Linked DNA regions of Sus scrofa: all the other regions are linked to region 5. The links are chromatin contacts, called in public Hi-C and HiChIP or PLAC-seq maps. All regions are on one chromosome and are shown on one strand. The core of a region is the stretch at or near the end of the contact, and the rest is flanking DNA. Distances in the headings are between cores, read along the strand shown.

The links. Hi-C and Micro-C count contacts between places; a contact is called where the count stands out from the background. HiChIP or PLAC-seq counts read pairs in DNA pulled down with a chosen protein or histone mark.
Region 1: an H3K27ac HiChIP or PLAC-seq map of alveolar macrophages shows a contact between it and region 5. The contact joins two enhancer-like sites. A contact is called at or near these places in 5 of 47 Hi-C or Micro-C datasets (embryonic fibroblasts, fetal skeletal muscle, liver and 1 more) and 1 of 2 datasets of contacts at active chromatin or transcription factors (alveolar macrophages).
Region 2: a Hi-C map of retroperitoneal adipose tissue shows a contact between it and region 5, with 2.1 times the contacts expected there. The contact joins two enhancer-like sites. A contact is called at or near these places in 1 of 5 promoter capture datasets (liver), 33 of 47 Hi-C or Micro-C datasets (adipocytes, adipose tissue, alveolar macrophages and 17 more) and 2 of 2 datasets of contacts at active chromatin or transcription factors (alveolar macrophages and skeletal muscle).
Region 3: a contact with region 5 is called in an H3K27ac HiChIP or PLAC-seq map of alveolar macrophages. The contact joins the promoter of IFNLR1 here to the enhancer-like site in region 5. A contact is called at or near these places in 5 of 5 promoter capture datasets (fetal liver, fetal skeletal muscle, liver and 1 more), 33 of 47 Hi-C or Micro-C datasets (adipocytes, adipose tissue, alveolar macrophages and 17 more) and 2 of 2 datasets of contacts at active chromatin or transcription factors (alveolar macrophages and skeletal muscle).
Region 4: an H3K27ac HiChIP or PLAC-seq map of alveolar macrophages shows a contact between it and region 5. The contact joins the promoter of SRRM1 here to the enhancer-like site in region 5. A contact is called at or near these places in 5 of 47 Hi-C or Micro-C datasets (embryonic fibroblasts, fibroblasts, heart right ventricle and 2 more) and 2 of 2 datasets of contacts at active chromatin or transcription factors (alveolar macrophages and skeletal muscle).

Annotation. Positions count from the first base shown.
Region 1 is chr6:82,281,262-82,283,961 of Sscrofa11.1, reverse strand. It overlaps NCMAP (noncompact myelin-associated protein), which reads right to left. Exons shown (of 4, transcript XM_005665097.3): 4 at 75-2,700. Among named protein-coding and RNA genes, the nearest start is that of SRRM1, 27 kb to the left of the region's middle. Within about 2 kb of position 1,446, at least 10 of the 83 cell types and tissues checked have an H3K27ac peak or open chromatin away from gene starts, as enhancers often do. A contact at or near this core is called in alveolar macrophages and liver, where this site is marked.
Region 2 is chr6:81,937,055-81,939,754 of Sscrofa11.1, reverse strand. No RefSeq gene overlaps it. Among named protein-coding and RNA genes, the nearest start is that of IFNLR1, 24 kb to the right of the region's middle. Within about 2 kb of position 1,399, at least 3 of the 83 cell types and tissues checked have an H3K27ac peak or open chromatin away from gene starts, as enhancers often do. A contact at or near this core is called in alveolar macrophages and retroperitoneal adipose tissue, where this site is marked.
Region 3 is chr6:81,912,702-81,915,401 of Sscrofa11.1, reverse strand. It overlaps IFNLR1 (interferon lambda receptor 1), which reads left to right and starts at 1,298. Exons shown (of 7, transcript XM_021095536.1): 1 at 1,298-1,416. The coding sequence starts at 1,359.
Region 4 is chr6:82,307,816-82,310,515 of Sscrofa11.1, reverse strand. SRRM1 (serine/arginine repetitive matrix protein 1) reads right to left here and starts at 1,324. Exons shown (of 16, transcript XM_021095577.1): 1 at 1,029-1,324. The coding sequence starts at 1,049. It also overlaps the pseudogene LOC100522323.
Region 5 is chr6:82,088,675-82,091,374 of Sscrofa11.1, reverse strand. STPG1 (O(6)-methylguanine-induced apoptosis 2) reads left to right here. Exons shown (of 8, transcript XM_021095547.1): 2 at 1-23. Among named protein-coding and RNA genes, the nearest start is that of STPG1, 21 kb to the left of the region's middle. Within about 2 kb of position 1,299, at least 23 of the 83 cell types and tissues checked have an H3K27ac peak or open chromatin away from gene starts, as enhancers often do. A contact at or near this core is called in adipose tissue, alveolar macrophages, fetal liver and 3 more, where this site is marked.

The sequences.
Region 1 (2,700 bases), core at 197-2,696, 190 kb before region 5:
ACTTAGTATAGAGAATGATTTCTCCAGTAATTCAAGGAAGATTCCAAGGTGGACAGAAGAGTTTGGTTTTAGGGCTAGAACATTCCAAACAACCTCAATTTTTTTTTTTTTTTTTTTTAGCAGAATACATTTGGGAAACATCTGTATTTGGGGCTTAAGTCCTTCAATGGCTTTGTCCCCTTGCTCCTTGGACCTAAGTGGTAAGGGAATGAAGCAGGAATCCTTAGCGCTTGAATGGATTTAGAAAAGAGACCCTTTGGCTACAACCATGGAAGCACAAGGGAGGCTACCAAAGTGGCTTTGCCCCACTTCCAGTGTGGACACTACACCCCTGACCTCACGCAGACCCAGGGATAAGCCTGTCTTCCTCTGGTTCAGCTCGCAAAAGAATCTGTTTCCTTTGAGCCAGGAGGTTAGGGAAGAGGGCACTGCAATAAGCATTTAAATGTATAATAAGAATATAAGACTTTTGAATCAAAGAGACCTGGATTTGAGTCTTGTCTTTGCAACTTACTAGCTGGGAGACTTTGGGCAAGTGCTTTCTCTCTTTGGGTTTAAAATTCTTGGCAAATGGGGAAAAAAAAAACCTCCCAGGGTTATCAGGAAAAATAAATCCCATGAGATAACTCATGGGAAAGCAGCTTGCAAAGTGTCTGGTGGATAGTTCAACAGAGGAGGGAGAAGAGATGTCTGGGGAAAAACAGTTTGTCAGTATTTCTCCAGACCTATTCAGGTAAGCTTTTTTTTTTTTTTTTTTTTAAGTGAGATGACGTGAGCCGTGTGACCCTGGGTCAGCCTCCTTATCTCCTGACCTTCAACTTTCTCAAAAGGGATTTCTTACCCCAAGAAGGAATTTACAGTTCCTAGAATTTACAATTAAATGATAAGAATGTGTAATTTTCTTTCTTTCTTTTCTTTTTAGGGCTACACCCTTGGCATATAGAAATTCCCAGGCTAGGGGTCTAATCTGAGCTGTAGCTGCCAGCCTATGCCACAGCCACAGCCATGCCAGATCTGAGCTGCATCTGTGACTTACACCACAGCTCACAACAACGCTGGATCCTTAACCCACAGAGTGAAGCCAGAGATCAAACCCACATCCTCATGGATATCAGTCGGGTTCATTACCACTGAGCCACAACGGGAACTCCAAGAATGCGTCACTTTCTATAATAGAATACAGATTTATTGCCTTGTTCCCAAGGTGACTTCAATCATAAAATGCACAATTGTTTAAAAATCAGCGGTTTTTTTGTTTGTTTGTTTGTTTTTTGTCTTTTTGCCTTTTCTTGAGCCGCTCCCGCAGCATATGGAGGTTCCCAGGCTAGGGGTCTAATCGGAGCCGTAGCTGCCAGCTTACACCAGAGCCACAGCAATGCAGGATCTGAGCTGTGTCTGCAAACCACACCACAGCTCACAGCAACACCAGATCCTTAATCCATTGAGCAAGACCAGGGATTGAACATGCAACCTCATGGTTCCTAGTCGATTTGTTAACCACTGCACCACAACAGGAACTCCAAATCAGCGTTTTGAGAGAGAAAAAAAAATACAATCTCATTAATGGACCCATCTATTTTAAGATATATTCTGATTTCAGAATCATTAAAATGGGAACAAGTGTATATCTTGCAATAGAAGAAATTTATAATAATAATGTTGGCTCCCATTTATAAAGCATCTACTGGGTGCCAGGCACTATTCAAGCAGCTTTGCTAAGTCCTTGACTTGTTACAGTCACCCAGTGGGGCAGATGTTATTCCTGTCTCATGCTTAGAAAACAATACGGGGGAGCTGAGTCACTTCCAAGGCCACACAACCAGGAAGTAGAGCTTGGGCGGCAGTTCTTCTTAATTGCAACCCTTTCGCTAGATTGTTTTCCAGGTGAAGGAGTCAAAGAGATGAGTCCCATCCAGAGAAATGGTGTGTGAATGTGGTACTTTGAATATATCCTGAATCTTTGCAAGGTGACTGGGAAGGGCAGAGGTAACACAAACAGAGCTGTAATCTAATCAGCCTCCAAATACTTGGACCTTGGAGGTAAGGTGATAACGGGAGATGGAGGATAGCTCAGAATCCAAATAGAGGGAAGCCGAGAAAGGAGACTGAGTCAAGGTGAAACCAGCCTTCCAGGGGAGAGGGAGGGGCCCTGAGCCGTCCTGAGGCTCAGTCCAGGCCCCCAAACACTGCAACAAGCTTTCAGCCTCAAGACCAGAAATCCTCAAGTCCACCCTATGCTTCTACTCTGACTCTACTAAATAAGTAGACACCTTTGGAGAATAATTCAGTTTTTCCCTCTTTTCTTTTTTCTTTCTCTCTTCTTTAAAATATTCTTGGCCACACTGTAGCATGAGGGAGTTCCGGGGCCAGGGAGGGAACTCGTGCCATAGCAGTGACAACGCTGGATCCTTAACCCACTGCACCACCTGGGAACTCCCCCATAAACTTTCCTAGAGGAAAAATGTGCTGACCAATTGTCGTGAGCTCAACAGCAGTCATTTAGTACCAGAACAAGTTATAAATTAACAAATTGGTTTTTTGATTAGTTAATCCAAGTTAGTTCCCCTGTGCTGGATTATGGGATTGAATATTTGCTCTGCAAAACTGTGGATGTGGCCCTTCCTCTGATGTGACCCCAGGGCAGACTCTCTCAGGAGCACCCCCTGACTTCTGCCTGTCTGTCTGTCTAGCTATTGTGCT
Region 2 (2,700 bases), core at 150-2,649, 150 kb after region 5:
GTTCCCCTTGTGGCTTAGCGGGTAACGAACCCGACTAGTATCCATGAGGACGAGGGTTCAATGCCTGGTCTCGCTTAATGGGTTAAGGATCTGGTTGCAGACATGGCTGGGATCCCACGTTGCTGTGTCTGCGGCATAGGTCGGCAGCTGTAGCTCCAATTCAACCCTTAGGCTGGGAACTTCCATGTGCGACCCTAAAAATGGAAAGAAAGGAAAAAAAAAAGGAAAGAAGGAAGGAGAGAGAGAGAGAGGAAAGAAGGAAGGAAAGAAAGAAAGAGAGAGAGAGAGAAAGAAAGAAAGAAAGAAAGAAAGAAAGAAAGAAAGAAAGAAAGAAAGAAAGAAAGGAAGGAAGGAAGGAAAGAAAAAGAAAAAGAAAGGAAGGAAGGAAGAAAGGAAAGATAGGAGGGAAAGTGGGGGTGGGGAGGAAGGAGCGTGTCCTGGGCCCTGCCCTCCAGCAGCTCACCGTGGGGGTCTGGGGAAATGGGCCGTGTTCCATAAAGAAGTCAAAGGGCCACGTCCCTCAGCTAAGGGAGAGAGACGCAGCTCCCTCAGGGGCTCGGAGGAGGGAAATTGGGGGGCAGGATGGGGGCACGTGGCATCTGAGCTGCATTTTCAGGATGGCAGCTCTTTACAGCTGGATCCCCATCTTCGCCCAGTGCTTACTGGATGCCCGCTGTGTGACAGGTACTGAATTGGGCCCCGAGGATGCAGCCGTGGATGTGACAGGGCCCCTCTTGTAAGCAGCTAGCCATTCTGGTTGGGGAAGCCTATTAATAGGCGAGGCTGAAAATAAATAAAGAGCATAGTTTCTGATCATGATAAAGGCTGGGAAGACCAGCAAGTGGGATAAAGGGCCCAGGTGTAACTGGGGTGGGGGAGGGTGCTATGGGTGGGGAGTCAGGCGAGGCCTCCAGAGGGCCCTGGAGGGGAGGGGGTGGGATTGGCGGGAAGGTACCAGCCAGGTGAGTGCCGAGGCCCCCATCCCAGGCAGGGTGACCAAGGCCGTGGAGAGACAGCAGTGGTCACAATTCTGTCTGAGGAACAGGAACGGGCCAGTGAGGATGGTGCCGGCTGGGCGAGGCAGGGAGAAGCTGGGCCAGGACAGTGAGGGTTTGTTACAGGAAGAACCCCTGCCATGTGGACAGTGGATTCAATGGTGTGGAATCAGGAGCCTGGTGGGAGCTGCTGTGATGCACACCTGGAGAGGTGGGGTGAGAGGGGTGGAAGTCTGGAGAAGGGCTGGCTCGGGGCTGGGTTTGGAGGGGCCAGAAGCATTTGCTGGCGGAGGGATGTGGGCTGTAGAAATCAGGAAAGACTCCAGAGTTTGGGGCCTGGCTCTGCTGGGCAGAGGGAGAAGGGTGGCACTTCCTGAAATGAGGAAACAGGGAGGACGAATTTAGTCTGAGCAGATGGCATTGTCGTCACATGAATTTTAGCTGCGGTTTTTCAAGCATCTGTCACGGGAACCTTGCAACAGCAATGGTTTTTAAATGTTATCTGGAGTTCCCTGGTGGCCTAGTGGTTAAAGGATCCAGCATGGTCGCTGCTGTGGCTGGGGTTGCTGCTGTGGTGTGGGTTGGATCCCTGGCCCGGGGACTTCTGTATGGCATTAGTGCAGCCAAAAGAGAAATGTTTGTGAGACAGGCTTTCTGGGGCCACTTTGCAGCCAAGCAAACCAAGGCTGGGGTAGGTCCTGCCCAGTCCCCCTCGTAGCAGGAGCAAAGCAGGGCGTGAACACAAGGTCTAGCCAACACCAAGCCCCTTGCTGTATGTTATACACCAGTGGGTCTCAGCCCACCTGGCCCAGGGGACACTGGGCAATGTCTGGAGACGTGATGGGCTATCACACCGGGAGCGTGGCAATGGTCTGCTAGTGGGTAGGATCCAGGGGGCTGCATGTCACAGGACATATCCTGCACATCATAGGATCATCTCCCCAACCAAGAATTATCCTGTCCCAAGTGTCGGCAGTGCTGAGGCTCAGAAACCATCACAGAGACCATTTAAGAGAAGCAAAGAACAACGTGAGGGGTGGGAATGGGAAGATGGGGCTGGGATTTGAGGGATAGGACTTGAATGAGCAAAGACACAGGGGCCTGAAGGCCCAAGTTGTGGATGAGAAGCCATCCAGGTTGGCCAAGGGGTCGTGTGGGACATGCAGAGTGAGCGGTGGATGGGGAACAGATCCTGACAGAGCTTGCGGGTGAAGTCCAGGAACTCCCTTTAGGGACAACAGGAGGGCCTAAAGGCCAAGCCCAGGGGAGGGGCATGATGGGAGAGCATGCTTTTTCTTCCCGTATCCCTCTCAGGAAAAGGGCTGATAAATATCCTCACACTAAGGGATAAATGACTGAAAACTGAACTGGTGACCTTTTTCTGGGCTATCTGTATTTTAATGAAGGCAAAGTGTTAAGCCAAAGAAATGAAGCAGTAATGGTGGAATTTCAGGCATCATGAGGATGAGTCTGGGCAGAGGAGCCTGCCAGTGAGTGATTCTCAGCCTGGGCTAAAAAGGTCAAAGGCCTGAGCCACATTTAGGAAGCCCAGGTAAGGAAGTGCACTGATTTCTCCATCAAGTCAACATCCACAGGGCACTCAGGGCTCCGTGTCAGGCATTGGTAAGAGCTCCAACCTGCATCACCTGTACAAGCCCCCCACACCTATGAGGGTGTTTTTGTTCTAGATAAGACCTGAGGCACT
Region 3 (2,700 bases), core at 49-2,548, 180 kb after region 5:
AATTCAAGTACTTAAATTTAGAAATTAAACATAAACAGAAAGAAGAGAACTTAAAATCCTCACCAGAGAGAGAGAAGCCCCACTAACATATTGGCATACATCCTTCTGAAGCTGTCCAGGTCGATAGGCACACATTTTTGGTTTAATCAGCCTGTTTCGGTACTTGCTTTTCTGCTACTGAGTACATTAGAAATATCCCTTAGTCACTACATGCACCTCGGCAGTATCTTTTTTATTTTATTTAATTTTTAAAGTTTTTTGTCTTTTTAGGGCCGCACCTGCCTCATACAGAGGTTCCCAGGCTAGGGGTCCAGTCGGAACTGTAGCTGCCAGTCTACACCACAGCCACAGCAACTTGGGATCTGAGCCTTGTCTGGGACCTACACCACGGCTCATGGCAACACCAGATCCTTAACCCACTGAGCAAGCCAAGGATGGAACCCTCGTCCTCATGGATGTTAGTCCGGTTGGTTAACCGCTGAGCCACAACGGCAACTCCCGGCAATATCTTGTTTCATGGCTGTAGACGGTTCTGAGGTGAGGCTGGTTGCATTATTTGAAAGCGGTTACTGTTCAGGTGACCAGTAACACACTGGCATCAGAGGGACCAGCTATGTCCGGAACAAGCCCATTAAGCTCTGGAGGCTGCCACGCCCCGCGTGAAGGATATAGAGAATAAGTCAGACCCACAGGATTCTCCAGGAAATTAATGTCGATAATGTGGGAAAGTGCATGGCTTGGAACCTGGCACTTAGAAGAGGCTCGGATAGAGCCAGTGGTGTCTGAGACTCAGTTCATAAACTTGCCCTGAACTCCTCTGCCCTCTTAAAAGTCCCTTATTGGAATTCCTAGCCGTGATTATTAATAATGAACAGTTTTCGGGAGTTCCCGTCGTGGCTCAGCGGTTAACCAACCCGACTAGCATCCACGAGAACTCGGGTTCAATCCCTGGCCTCACTCAGTGGGTTAAGTTTCTGGCATTGCGGTGAGCCAGAAGTTCCCGCGTTGCTGTGGCTCCGGTGTAGGCCTGCACCAGATCGACCCCTAGCCTGAGAACCTCCATATCCCGCGGGTGTGGCCAAAAAAAAAAAACCAGTTTTCTTCCACTCACCTCACTCTGTACACGCATTTACTGAACCTCACCCCCACCCCGATCCCGCAGAACGAAACGAAGCAGAGGCAGAACGAACTGCTGGGGACTTAGGGGCGGCCCCAGGGGAAGCCCGGGTGGAGTCCCGTCCCGGAGGGGCGGGTCCACGGCTTGGCCTCCCATTGGCTGCCGTTCGCGTCACCTGCAGTCGGTGGGACGGGAGGCGGGAGGTGGGAACGGGTCCCACCCTGGCCGCGGGACGGCCGGCATGTCGGGGGCTGGCCGCTGGGCCTCTCTACTCCTATGCCTGCTTCAGTCCGCTCCAGGTAAGGGCACGGGGTGGGCACGGGGCCGCGGGGCGGGCGCGGGGCCGCGGGGAGCGCCGTCCGGGCGGCATCCACCTTCGGAGCCAAAGCTCGGGAGACAGTGCCTTAGGCAGGGGTCTGGGCGCAGCAACCTGAGTCGTGTGGATCGGCAGAGGCCACCTCCCACCCGTGTTCTTCCGAGGACCAAGCAGACTCTTGTCTAGTCCTTTCCGGGAAGAAACTGATCACGTTTCCTAATGCCAGCTCAGCTTCAGGTAATCAGGAAACAAGACGATGGTTCTAAAGTCAGCTGTATTTATTTATAAAGTGTTTTTTTAAGGTTTCCTAAAGGCTCTGATCCCTTCATTAATACCGCACTTGGAGTTCCCGTTGTGGCGCAGCGGAAACAATCCGACTAGGAACCATAAGGTTGTGGGTTCGATCCCTGGCCTTGCTCAGTGGGTTAAGGATCTGACGTTGCTGTGGCTGCGGTGTAGGCTGGCAGCTGTAGCTCTGATTAGCCCCCTAGCCTGGAACCTCCATAGGTGCGGCCCTAAAAAGACAAAAAGACCAAAAATAAAAATAAAAAATACCGCACTTGACCCTTGCTAGTAGGGAAATTCAAACAGAAGTGCCCTGCCCTCGCAGGGTGTGCATTAGTGTGTGTGTGTGTGTGTGTGTGTGTGTGTCCCCTTTCTCCCGGCTGGGTGTAGGAAGTTCCATCCAGCCCCTACCCCCTTTTTTTTTTCTGAGCTGCCACCGGTAAGTTTACAGGGTACAAAATACCTTGGAATAGGACACAACTGCCAAACCCCAGCAAAATTGTTCCCAGGATATCTCCCTAGTCTTAGCCTAATAATTTAAAAACACGAAGAGTTCTTGTACATAATCTAATACTAATGTTAAAAGCCAACATTTGGAGTTCCCATTGTGGCTCAGCTTTAACGAACCCAACTAGTATCCATGAGAACCCAGGTTCAATCCCTGGCCCTGCTCAGTGGGTTAAGGATCCGGTGTTGCCCTGAACTGCAGTGTAGGTCACAGTTTCGGCTTGGATCTGGCTTTGCTGTGGCTTGACATAGGTGGGCAACTGCAGCTCTGTTTGGACCCCTAGCCTGGGAACTTCCATATGCCTCAGGTGCAGCGAAAGAAAGAAAGAAAGGAAGGAAGGAAGGAAGGAAGAAGGAAGAAAGAAGGGAGGGAAGGAGGGAGGGAGGGAGGGAAGAAAGAAAGAAAGAAAGAAAGAAAGAAAGAAAGAAAGAAAGAAAGAAAGAAAGAAAGAAAGAAAGGAAGGAAGGAAGGAAG
Region 4 (2,700 bases), core at 75-2,574, 220 kb before region 5:
ATATGCACTACAGATTCTGACTTAAATCAACTGGTCTCTATATGGTCCGTTCTGCCTTAAAAAGAATTTGCAAACTCTAGTCCAATCAGTGTCACTTCCCACCCATCGAGATCTCGAATGGGTCCTACGGGAGTGTAAAAGGGGACCAAAAGAGTCCAGCACGCGCCCGGTAAAAGTATGGGCCCTGAGGGCCAACTACGACGAGAAAACGTCCCCATCTCCAGGTGATGGGCGAGAATCAAGAGGAACCTTTTCACCAAAAAGATTTTCAAGAGAACGTTCACAGGGGGTGGGGGGCGGTGAGCGGGAACGAAGAGTAGATCCACTCCATACCCCTGCCTCCACAAACGCGCATACTTTTTGTTGCACCCTCTGCCTGGAGTCTCAGACTCAAACGTTCTAACTACAAATTATCTGCATTCCCCTCCCTGAAGGGCTATCAAATTGGGCGGGAGCTCCCGCGAACTCTGACCCGGAGCCTTCGGGAAGGCTTAGACCAAGAGGGAGGGCGCGCGAGGCGCGGGGGGAGGGGGTTTGGTGCCCGCTTTCTCAAGAAAAGCGGCTCAAGGCTGCTTCCGGTCCTCTCACCCGCTCTCCTGAGGCGGTACCCCCAAACCTGTCCTCCCCAGGGCCCTCCTGCCGCCAGTCACCTCAGGGTTTCCCTCCGGCCTCCCCCCAGGGACTTCCTCCTCGCGGGTCCGCTAGGCCCCAGGACCCGGTGGGGCGCGCGGCTCTCCCTGCAGGCCCTGCCAGGGAGGCGGGCGGGAAGGTACCGCTCAGGCCCATTCCCGCCGCCATTTTCCGGCGACCGTCGCTGCCGCGTAGGGGGGACGATCCCGGAGGAGGAGACTGCGCAGGGGCGCACCGGTCCCCGCCGCAGGGTAGTGGGGAAGCGTCCACTGGCAACGAGGATCCTCAGGATCTTCGAAGTCTCCGCTCGCTGGCCACCCCATCTCGAGTTTAGGCCTCCTGCTGGGCCTTTTCGATAAGCCCCTCACCTCACCCCAGATCCCCGCGCTCCTACTTACGCGGAAGAATCCCGCGTCCATCTTGCTGCCTCGCTCGGAGATCGCTCCCTATCCCAAGGTGCACCGCGCCACCGCGACGGAGGGCGGGACCGGCAGGGAAAGCCGAGCGCCGGGACGCAGCTCGCGCTGCTCCACCCGCCCTTCCAGCGGACACGAGGCCGCGCTTGCTCAGTGTGGAGAGCGCTCGCCAAGTGTGCGCACGCGCGTTCCGGGAGGCGGGCTGCTACCGGACTCCGAGCTTCTCCAGTGGCCAGTCCTTGAGGAGAGCCTCGCGACCACAGCCAATGGGAGCGAGCAAGAGAGTGTCGTCCGGTCGCCCCGCCCTGCAAAACCTTTTGTGGCGCTTAACCAGCCTTGTTCGCTCAGCGTGAATTGACCCTTCCTTCGACCCGTAGTGGGGGCGGCTTTCTGCCCCCCCCCGGGGGGGGGCTCCATGGAGAGCTTGTGGAGAAAGGCTGTTACCTCAGGGTGACGCTTGTGAGGCCGCTCTTGCGCAGAGGAGAAGCCTGCGGCCTCCGCTTTCGTTAGAAAAGTTGTGATTGTGTTGCTTTTACGAGTTTCCAGTTATCGAGGTCGGCCCTGAAGTAGTCGAGCTCTGTACTATGAATGAAATCTGCGTTTTGGTCCCGCACCCTCGACTTCCGCTACAACTCCTTAGCTTTGGGGAGAAGCTGGAAATGTCCGTTAGATGAGTTTCGGAACCGGCAGGAAGCTGATGAGAGCCGGGGCCCCCGGGCAGAGTCTGACGGAAAGGAAGCCGGCCTTCAGGCTTCGGGACTTTCGGAGCTCACGTGTGCCTCACCGGCCCAGCTCTGGCTGCGAGGGCCTGCAACCGGATGCCTTCTGCCTCCTTTCCTTTATGCACTCTCTTTTTCTCTGAAAGGGAACATGTGACCCTTCTCTAGCCATCTTTTGTAACGTAACCACACACACACACCCCCCCCAACACACACTTGCCTCCCTTTCCTGATTTTTGTTCACAATGTATTCACTCTCTTGGCTTCAAATACCAATTCTGCCAACAACTTCATAGGTTTCCAGCTCAAGGCCTCTCCTCTGAGCTTCGAACATGTATTGGCAACGTCCTGTTCAATGTTTCCGCTTGGACAGACGTCACGAACGTAACATAAGTAGGAACTGGGCTCCTCGTTTCTCCTGTTCTGCCTGGAACTCCCTCCCTCCACCCTCCACCAGGCCAAAAACCCGACCTGTCCCTCCCAAAGTCTTCCCTACCTCAGTTGATGGCAGTATCTTTCCTTTTGTTTAAGATACAAGCCTTGGTTGTTAATCTCGATTCCTCTTGGAGTTCCCATTGTGGCTCATTGGTAACAAATCCCTACTAGTATCCATGATGACACGGATTCGATCCCTGTCCTTGCACAGGAGGGTAAGGATCTCCTGTTGCTGTGGTTGTGGCATAGGCCTGCGGCTGTAGCTCCCATTCGAACCCTAGCCTGAGAACTTCCGTATGCCAAAGGTGTGGCCCTAAAAAAGAAAAAAAAAAAGCTGGACTCCTCTTCCTCCCACATCTCACTGCCAAACCATCAAGAAACCCACTCTGCTATCGTCTAGGTTCAAAGCACCATCATCTTTGGCCTGAACTTCTGCCCTAGCCTCCTATCTGGTTTCCCTGCTTCTACCCTTGCGGATCAGCATCTGTTCTAAATGCACC
Region 5 (2,700 bases), core at 50-2,549:
CCAAGAGATTTTACCACAAAAAGGTAATGGCATTGTTTTAGAGATTCTTTTTTATTTATTTATTTATTTATTTATTTATTTTATTTTCCCACTGTACAGCAAGGGGATCAAGTTATCCTTACATGTATACATTACAATTACATTTTCCCCCTCACCCTTTGTTCTGCTGCAACATGAGTATCTAGACAAAGTTCTCAATGCTACTCAGCAGGATCTCCTTGTAAATCTATTCTAAGTTGTGTCTGATAAGCCCAAGCTCCCAGTCCCTCCCACTCCCTCCCTCTCCCATCAGGCAGCCACAAGTCTATTTTCCAAGTCCATGATTTTCTTTTCTGAGGAGATGTTCATTTGTGCTGGATATTAGATTCCAGTTATAAGTGATATCATATGGTATTTGTCTTTGTCTTTCTGGCTCATTTCACTCAGTATGAGATTCTCTAGTTCCATCCATGTTGCTGCAAATGGCATTATGTCATTCTTTTTTATGGCTGAGTAGTATTCCATTGTGTATATATACCACATCTTCCGAATCCAATCATCTGTTGATGGACATTTAGGTGGTTTCCATGTCCTGGCTATTGTGAATAGTGCTGCAATGAACATGCGGGTGTATGTGTCTCTTTTAAGTAGAGTTTTGTCTGGATATATGCCCAAGAGTGGGATTGCGGGGTCATATGACTGTTAAGTCTGGATTTTAGCCTCGCAGGACAGGCCTGTGAGTCTGGCTAGCGCATCTGTCCTTGTGACCTCTAGAGGGCAGTGTCACCCAAGGAGCTGCAGCACCCTCTCCAGCTCTGTGCTCTGATTGGATGGTAGGAATGGGCTGGAAAGTTCTGAACTCCAGGGGGAGACAACATGTCTGGCCCCTGAGGCCATACTGAAACCAAACAAGTTTTTAAGAAGAAATGTACTTTTAAAAATTATTATAAAAATTAAAAATGCAAAAATCCCAGGTGTATGTAAAAGCTAAAAATCCTTTCCTTCCCCTCCCCCCAGCCTCACTCAAAACACAAGAGGAACTAACAAAACTTTCTTCAAATAGCGTAAGTGGAAAAATGAGAGTCTAATAAACTTAAACAAACCTTTGTAAGGACACCTTCCTCTCCCTGTCCCTTTTTAAGCTTCCTTTAATAATGTGTTATCACTGTTTCCGCACTTCCCCATCCTCACCCGCTTCCCCAAATATCTGTGTCTCTTTGCCTCTTCGATCTGGAAAGTTCTGCTTGGCTCCTCAGGGGTCTTTACCTAACTTGTGGAACTTCATCCGTTCACGGCCGAGGTCTGACGTTCTCCCCTCTCACCAGCAGGGGGACGAAGCAACCCGCAGATGCCAGAGTCTTGTAAATTCTTCATGCCTTTATTCGTTTAACTAAGCCCTTTAGAATAACATTCCTTTGGAGCAGTCATCATCTCAGTTACCTTTTGCTGCATTCTAAAAATGTTTTTCATCCTATCTCCTGGCCAAAATGGCGAGAGGGAATGGGCAGGTCTGGGTCCTGAAGGCAGGCGAGTCAGGAAGCAGCAGAGAGGCCTCAGCAAGACCCTGTGGCCCTTGCCCCGTTTCCTCCTTTGTAAACAAGAGCACTGAGCCAGAGAATGTTTAAGTTCCTTCCACTTCTGGTATTTTAGGAGTATATCAAGAAAGCAAATAATAAAGAATATAGTGTGTATGTGTATGTATTCACATACATTTTAAATTACTTGTTATTAAACACACACACATTTTTAATTGCTCGTAGGTTTTCTCCAAAGGTGATAAATAAGATAGTTACTCAGGAGTTTTCTCTCTTTTCTCTTTGGTTTTTCTATGTTTTAACTGTCTGTTGGTCTCTCTCTGTCTAGTTTTCCACTGGTCAATTTAACAGTAACATATTGTTCATCTCTGGAATATTTGCAGCCCTGCTTCCAATAAAAATCATGGCAGCCACCATTTACCAATCCCTATGTGTGAAATCAGTTTTAGACCATATTTCTAATCTCAGAACAATACTAGAAGGAAGAGTTTAGTACCTTAATTTAACACAAGAGGAAAGAGAGGCTTAGGGGAAGTTAAATAACCCACCCAAGGTCACACATGCAGGGTTTGACATAGAAGAGGCCTGACATGGGTATTTGCTAAATCAGTGTTGAAAGAATTAGCCCTCAAACGCAGGCCGAACTCACTCCAAAGCCTCATTCTCTTTCCACACACGGCACCACGCCTCCCCTATGGCCTGAAAAGCCATCAAGTCCTGCGAAAATCAGCCAGTGTGTTTCTGAAAAGGCCTCAGCCACACAGACCAAGCTCAAGACAGGGGACAATGTCAGGTGGTGAGGGTAGGCCCCACTCCATGTGATTGCATCCTGAAGACTCAAGCCCAGAAACAGAATGGTATGGCTTTTAGAGTTTGCATTTTAGACTATTACTTTTCAAAAATCTTTCTGCTGGAGAAAACAAGGTGACAACCAGCCAAAGCTACAGGCAGCATCAGATAGAAGAGAAAGAGCTCAGAAATTTGATTCCTACTTTTCTTTTCTTTCCTTCTCTCTTCTTTTTTATGGCCGCAGCTGCAGCATATGGAAGTTCCCAGGCTAGGGGTCAAATCAGAACCCCAGCTGCCAGCCTGCCCCACAGCCACAGCAATACCAGATGGGATCCACATCTGTGATCTACACTGCAGCTTGTGGCAATGCCAGAGCCTTAACCCACTGAGCGAGGCC